Linked DNA regions of Anas platyrhynchos: region 1 is linked to region 2. The links are chromatin contacts, called in public Hi-C maps. All regions are on one chromosome and are shown on one strand. The core of a region is the stretch at or near the end of the contact, and the rest is flanking DNA. Distances in the headings are between cores, read along the strand shown.

The links. A called contact is a pair of places that touch in the nucleus more often than the background predicts.
Region 1: a contact with region 2 is called in a Hi-C map of small yellow follicle, with 3 times the contacts expected there. The contact joins two enhancer-like sites. A contact is called at or near these places in 4 of 8 Hi-C or Micro-C datasets (F5 follicle, skeletal muscle, small yellow follicle and 1 more).

The regions. Positions count from the first base shown.
Region 1 is chr15:2,530,336-2,534,198 of IASCAAS_PekinDuck_T2T, reverse strand. MRTFB (myocardin related transcription factor B) reads right to left here. Exons shown (of 16, transcript XM_072024089.1): 5 at 810-865; 6 at 150-225. Among named protein-coding and RNA genes, the nearest start is that of TRNAT-CGU, 41 kb to the left of the region's middle. Within about 2 kb of position 2,303, at least 4 of the 8 cell types and tissues checked have an H3K27ac peak or open chromatin away from gene starts, as enhancers often do. A contact at or near this core is called in small yellow follicle, where this site is marked.
Region 2 is chr15:2,456,978-2,460,698 of IASCAAS_PekinDuck_T2T, reverse strand. It overlaps LOC101794451 (DNA repair endonuclease XPF), which reads right to left. Exons shown (of 11, transcript XM_005028641.6): 11 at 3,138-3,721. Among named protein-coding and RNA genes, the nearest start is that of MRTFB, 16 kb to the left of the region's middle. Within about 2 kb of position 1,473, at least 1 of the 8 cell types and tissues checked has an H3K27ac peak or open chromatin away from gene starts, as enhancers often do. A contact at or near this core is called in small yellow follicle, where this site is marked.

The sequences.
Region 1 (3,863 bases), core at 1,054-3,553, 73 kb before region 2:
TTACAATAGACACTGTAAAAGCAGAGAAACAGAGCATATAAATATTTAGAAATAATTCACATCAAAGCTTAATTCAGTTAGAAAACAGAGTGTCTAGCAGAAGTTCCTTCTAACAGCAGTTGAACAGGGCCATACATCTGGATACATACCTTCAAGGATGTGCATTCTGACCAGCTCAGACCGGTCTGGTCTGCTGCGAATTTTGTGCTTCAAAAAATTTTCAGTCTTCAAAGAAATGAAAAAATGTTACTAGTATTTATCAGAAAAAAGCACAAAGAAGTTGGTACATTTATAATTCACTGATGTCCAACAATGAATATTTACAGTTGTAGTCAGGTGGACATCACTGTTAGAACGGGGATATTAGAGAGGATTTTGCTTTGCCATGTTTTTGTTTCTCAGTCTAGCAGTGTTAATGAATTTCTATCTTTCCAAAGTTGGGAACATTTCTGGATTTGATCCCTTATCCCCTCTCCCCCCCAATAAATCACAATGCTATAGAATAGACATTTGCTACAGAAACACAACACAAGCATAATTTAACCCAAGGATCCTTTCCTTAGACTACAGGTAGATATGTGTTACAATTTGATCATAGTTTATGCTGCACACCTGCTTAATCCATGAAGGAATAAGAAACTTCCCCTGAGATTTGACAGCAGTATGTTAACAGATCCTTCTGAGATACAAGCACATATTATTACTGTAATGGTAGGATTTATTTTTTTCAAGCAATCTGAGAATTAGTATCCTGTAAACTGACTGTTCATTTTCAGATATTAATAGCAAGTTTACAGAAAGTGATTTACCCTGGCTCGCTCCAGGCTCTTTATCTGCTCATGGAATGCAGCTGGACTTTTCAAAGCTGTGAAGAGAAAGTAAAGGTTAAGTTATCAGGAAGTGATTTCCAAAGGAAATACTGTAGTCAGTAGGACTGTACAGCTGTTTAACACCATCTCAGATCTGCGTTTGCATCTGACCAGGCATACCTTCAACTCATGACAGTTATATTCAATTATATTTAACAGAGAGGAGTATCACTCCTATACAGAACACACAGAATATATGATTTTAACAGAAATCACCACAGAACAGTTAACTTTTTCACTCTGTACTGTGGTCTGTTTACCAAAACAGTTCCACAGCAGAAATTTTATGAAGTGGGGTTTAGAGTGCCAACATTGTTTCATTTATTCCACTGTATTACTATCCATCTATACCTCATCCTTGCTGTTGCTAGGGGGAGATGAATTGTCCTTTAAGAACTATTTGTGCTGATTTTTATTTTTTTTAAAGAATTTTGTGTTTGCCTTAGATGTTCAGATTTGAAAACAGGATGATCTTATTTCACATACCATTTCAAAACAATATTCAAGAAGACAGGTTGCATTCAGAAAGCCTGTTCCTCTACTATGAAAACCATGCAACAGCAGCAGAAAGCCTTTGTACTACAAATAATATGTATATTTCTGAAATAAGAAGGCAGGTAAATTGCCGGAACAGTGCAGCTGGAAAGGACCTCGAGGAATCACCTAGCTCTTCTCTGTCCCAGACACACAACCCACTTTGGCAGACACTGCTGACCGACAGCCATCTGTATTGTCTTTTAAAACTTGCAGAGACATTTCCAAGGAAGTTATGGCTGTGTTGTGCAGTTTGACTCCTCCTTGCTATGATTTAAATCCATTGCTTCTTTGCAGCAGACATCTACCTCAGAGACGAAGCAAGAAGAGTAAGTGGTGATTTTTATGATAGACAGCCCATTTGTACAGTCCAACAGTAAGAGTATCTGTGCTTTACTACGGGAGATGAGAACATTATCCACAGAGGGCAAACTCTCACTCTGCTTAATGCTTAGCAAAGAAGTTGGAGTGCAGATAGTGCTATTTAATTGCTTTCACCCATAGGGCTGTATATTGAGGAACTATGGGGGAAAGAAGAACCTTCACAAGGTGCAGAATGCCAGTTACAGCAAATAATCTTTTCCAAGTGGGTAAGCATGTTATAGCAAGTGGTAAATAATCGATAAACCTCTCCAACTAGGAGGAAGATTTCAGTGTCCTTTCTGCAATCAGTGATTTGTACTGGTCAGTGGGACACTGCACCAACCCTCAGCATGTTCTGTGTGTTCTGTGCTGGTTTGGCTGGGAGTGCAGGTGGCCACAAACAGCAGCAGCCCTGCAACAGCAACTGAAAGCTCCTCAGCTCTGGCAGACTGTTCTCTTTGTGTATGGTCTGCCTACAGCTCACTATTTGCTTTTACTGCAGCTGCATGCAAAAAGCCCAGATCCTGCATTTCTTAGTGATGGATTGTGTTGAGTCTGTCTGAGCTGGAGTCACCTTTTCCCTGCAGCAGCCCGCACAGTGCTGTGCTCTGCACTCGTAGCTGGAACAGCACTGATATCACTCCAGTGTTGTGTCTACTGCTGCTTGGTGCTGGCACAGCATCAGGACTCCTTCCAAGCCCCCAAGAACCAGCAGGCTGGGGGTGGGCAAGTGATGGGGAGGGGACATTGCCGGGGCAGCTGACCTAAACCAACCAAAGGGATATTCCATAACACCTGATGTCACACTCAGCAATAAAAGGGGGGGCTCTCCTGGGGGAGGGGGCTGTTCCTCCTGAACAACCACTACGTGTTTGAGGCCCTGCTTCCCAGGACGTGGCCGAACACCACTCGCTGATGGGAAGTAGAGAATAATTTTTTCTCTCTCTGTGCTTCCGCGCGGACTGATTGTTTCTTTTGTTTCTGTTTTTCCTCCCCATTCCCTTTCCCTTTAATTAAACCTTTCTCATCTCAAACCTTGAGTTCTCTGTGTTGTATTTTCTCCCCCTTCCTTTTTGAGGAGAGGGGGAGTGAGAGAGCGGTTGTGGTGGAGCTCGGCTGCCCACCTGAGTAAAACCACCACACGGATACAAACAGCTCAAAAAGAATCTGGGCCAGTCAAAGATTTAGAAAGACATCCTGACACTGAGTGTGAAGTATGGAGTCTGCCCTAAAAACATGAGGCTTAGAGAAGAAAGATAGCAGGCTTATTTCCTGGTTACAGTGTAACACCAACATCATCTTAGGATAGGTGGAGGACATTATTGGGGAATGATTCATAAATATATACGTTTCTCCTTGGAGCAGAATTAAAAACAACTAGAAGAGCTACCATCAACAACAAAAGTGAGCAGGAGGCCAGTAGTACCCATATCATGGGATTCAAGTCTCACCACAGATCTAGGTCCCAAAAGGGCATATACTCTGATGGAATCTTCATTAATTGTCATGGAGTTATGTCATGGAGTGTCACTGATGGAATCTTCATCAACAAAAGAGGCTGTTATTTAGGAAAAAAAACTGAAAAAGCAATGACTTAAACTTTTAACTGGAGAACAAAGCCTGGTAATTCTTCAGATGAAGCTGAAGCAAGACCAATAGGAGGGCCCCCACTTTTTGAATGAAACTTATCATTCAGTTCCTGAAGATAATAAACACTACAGACCTGAGAATGTGAAGATGCTTTAGCAAAGCAATCTGAAGCCTTATGAGTACTCAGAAACACTCAACATGAGATTAGCTTTAAGATACTGTACTTTAAAGCTAGAATTCACCAATTCACACTGAGCTATTTATAATTATATTTTTAACAAGAAAAATCACTTTGTGCAGCTGTATGTTTTCTACACTTAATCTGTTATCTGAAGCCCAGTCCCATCTCCCACTGTCCACTGACGGATTCTCACTGTTCTCTGTGCACCTCTCATTCTGAGGCCAGGCTGCTCTTCAAAACAAGTTAGAAGACATCGTACAAAACAATACGCATAGTCACCGGGACCCCACATAGAGAAACACCAAAAGATATCTAAGGGAAGGGTT
Region 2 (3,721 bases), core at 224-2,723:
AAAGCTAAGGAACAAACAACTTCAAATCACAATGTTTCATCTATTGAAGCTAAAGAGAGAACTGTGGCTCTGAATTATCACACAACTACATTCCGGATCAAATTTCAGCATGACTGTGTCTGAACATGATTTTTAAAGGCCAGTGGAGAGAGGCAGGAAGATTTAATACTTGCTAATAGAAAGTCTTTAAGAGTTTTCACTATTTTTCTGTGCCACATGTCAGTCAACCTTTCAAATTTATACTTAGAACTTACATCTTGATTTAAAATAAACAGACCAAATCAACTACAGATTACAAGAGATTTACCTAACAATTACACACTACTAGTCTCACCAAACTTACTGTTAGCAATTAAGTCATTCTTAACTGATAAACATTAAGAGAGATTCTTTGTATTTTATTCTTCCCCCATATCTTATAGATGAGGGATATTATTTCTCATGTTAACTTCGGGACAAGCTAGAAAATAACAGAAATGAGAAACGTGACTGGCAAATGCATTCATCATTTATGGACTATTCTTAACTAGGTTGCTAGCCAACCATGGAACAGAATATTTAGAAATACTATTCAATAATAGAAGTTTTGGAGAGGATGACTTAAAGAAAAAAAAAGTGAGGAAAAAGTGTATACAGTAATTATCCATAGCTTTGATTGTATATATTGCCAGTGCTTATATTTTCAAGTTAAGAAGGTAGATCAGTCAAGTAGATGTTAAGGATTTTATATCAAAAACAACAACAACAACAAAAGAACAGGTTTATGCTTGTGTTAATTCTGCAAACATCCAGGATTCTTGCTATTATATCAAGAAAGAGTAAATGTGATATAATTACAAAGTATTATGAAATCCTGTAGCAATAATTTCTCATTTTTTCAGACTATAACCCTACTTGCATTTCTTAATACTGCATACTGTAGAAAACAGATCAACTAAATATTAATTTAATTTAGACTATCTTTGCGTAAGAGCTAAAAAGAACTTCTTCCTAAAACAGCAATTACAAAAGGATTGTAACCCTTGGTAGCACATGTGAGGAATGTGTTAACAATTCGTGTCCATGAAGAACAATTCTGTTTGAATCCTGTCTGCCTCTGGGTTCTGCACTGGCAATTTAATTCTTGAACCACAGATGCAGTGTGTCCCAGTCTCCCCCTCATTCTAGTCAATTTATCATGTCTTCAGAAAACACTCCTTAAATTTATGAACCTGTTTGCTTTTGTTACTCCGGACTTCTATTTCTAACAGTTACAGCCTTTTTTCCTGTCTTCTTCGAGATTAACTTAACACTGCTATAGATGTGTCTGTGAATGGCTGGGGAAGAATGTTTTAATTACTCGTGAAGCATCAAATAAGAAAGCTGTTTGTGTTTGATGTCTGGGAGTTTCAGAACAACTGATAACAACTAGTGACTGTTATGGGATACTATGAGGATCCTTGGTATCTGGCCAGGGGGGACCAAGAGATTAAGAGGAAGAAAAAAGAAGCTGAAGGGCGGTTGGGAGACAAGACCTGCAGAGAGTGTACAGAGAGTGTTCCATAAACTTGGAATACTGCCGAGTGAGTACAAAGGTGAGAGGAAGACTATGAGCCTTCAGCATGAAAGACCCCTAGAGACCCCCAGAGGAGACTGATGCGCATGCTCCAGTAGGAGGAACTGGACCCCGGAAGATAATTATAATAATCTATTTTTTTAGAAGTAGTAATGAATATGTATTAGTCTAGGAGCATAAAAATCAGCTGCTTGATGTAACTGGTGTGCGTCCTGGTGGAGCGGAGACTCCCGGTGCACCCAGCGCTGTTTGCTTACCTCTATTCCTTTATATTCTTTTAATAAATCCTATTTTTTTATTTAATCCTAATTTGAATCCTGAGCCATTTATAACAGCACACAATTTATGGAGCCTGAAATAAAAACTGTCAATTGGTTAAACAATGCATGACAAGTTTCTTTAACAAGCCTCTTCTTACGTTTCTTTATGCTGTTTGGCACAACAAAAATGTATTCATTCACTAACTTTTACGACAGCTTTTGAATTCTATTCTGCAGTCACAGAAGTGGAATTCTGGATGACTAAGGAAAGTTTCAGAGACAGATGTTTTTATTTTTAAAAATTATTTATGGTTGTGCTGTCAGTCTGCAAATGAAAAAGCTTCACAATCATAAAAATACTTGCATTCAAACTTTTGCACTTCTTCTAGAAGTCGCTGCTTTTCCACAGTATGGCTGTATGTTTTATAAACAGATTTCTCTGCAGCTGGCTTATATTTAACTTTTTTTTTGAAAGCAATTAATATAGCTGGGACTAGAAATGCCCTACATGTTCATACAGAAAAAACTCATTTTGAAGATAAAGTTTGTTTTGGTTAGGGAACTGCTCAGACAACAGGGCAAGCAAAAGGCCTTCTTGGCAGTTGTAGCTAGAAACTGCAAGTGTCACCACTACTGGAAATAGTATCTGGATAACCAGATAACTTAAATATGCAAACTACAACACAACCTATCCTGTGCAAAATAATGTTTGCCAATATAAGCTGCATTTGTTCCAAAGAGATTTTGTTTTTATTGTTACTCTACAAGAAACATTGAGCAAGCAAAGCCTAGGAGAAAGCTCAGAAACAAGAAGCTTGCTAGCTTACTTCCAAATGTTGCATAAATCAAGGCAGTTTCATGTATTAAGTGTCTATTTGTTTTTAGATAGCACAAACTATCTAACAGTAATGGCAATTAAACATAAAAGTAAAGCAATGACAATGTATGCAAAATTTCTTTACTTTTGATGAAAGCAAGCTAAAGAACACTCTAAGGCCAGGGAAGACATCATACAGATTTTCATTATTTACCCAAAATACTTTGTTGTGTCTGCATACAGGTGAAGTGTGACTCAGTGGTTTGGTTATTTCAGCACTAAGGGGTTTCACAACACAAGGTATCTCCCCTATCTGTTCACAATTAGTACCTACTGCCCCAGAAGGACTTGCATTTACAGATTACTATAACCTAAACTGTAATCTAACCTCATAAAATAAGATACCCACTCATAAGTAATAAAGCCATACAATAATTGCAGTACAATTTAAAGAAAAAATCATGCAACAGAAAAAAAACAACACAGTAATTCTACACAAACAAAATGAAATTTAATCTAATTATTTATTGATTGTTTTTATGACTTTGATCTAGCATACAAAACAAAGCTATAACTTTTTTTAACCTCTTCACATACCCTTCATTTTCACCTTACACAAATCCAAGGGGAAAAAAAAAAAACAAACAACATTGCATGACAAAGCTGACATGCAATATATCTGGAAAACAACAACAACAAAAAAAAACAAACAAACCAAAACAAATAAACAGTTAATATCTTAATGAACAATACATATTTGGAAAGGTTGTTCAGCTCCTTTTTTTGTACCAAGCTCTATAGGACATGCATTCAAGATAGTTACACTTTAGTACCACTTTCTGTTTTCTTAGCACCACTTTAATGGCATTCTCAACACCAAATATTTCTGACCTTACTGCGTTGAATAAGAAAATATCATGGAAAATCTTCCTTCTGTATTAAATGAAATAAATTAGAATACAGGGCAACAGAAACCCTCATCCCAGCTACACTTTAAACATAAAAGATGTTCAGATCTCAATTCAAACAAATCAGAAACAACACGTATGTACAATTACCATAATGTTAAATTACATTTGTTTAAATTAA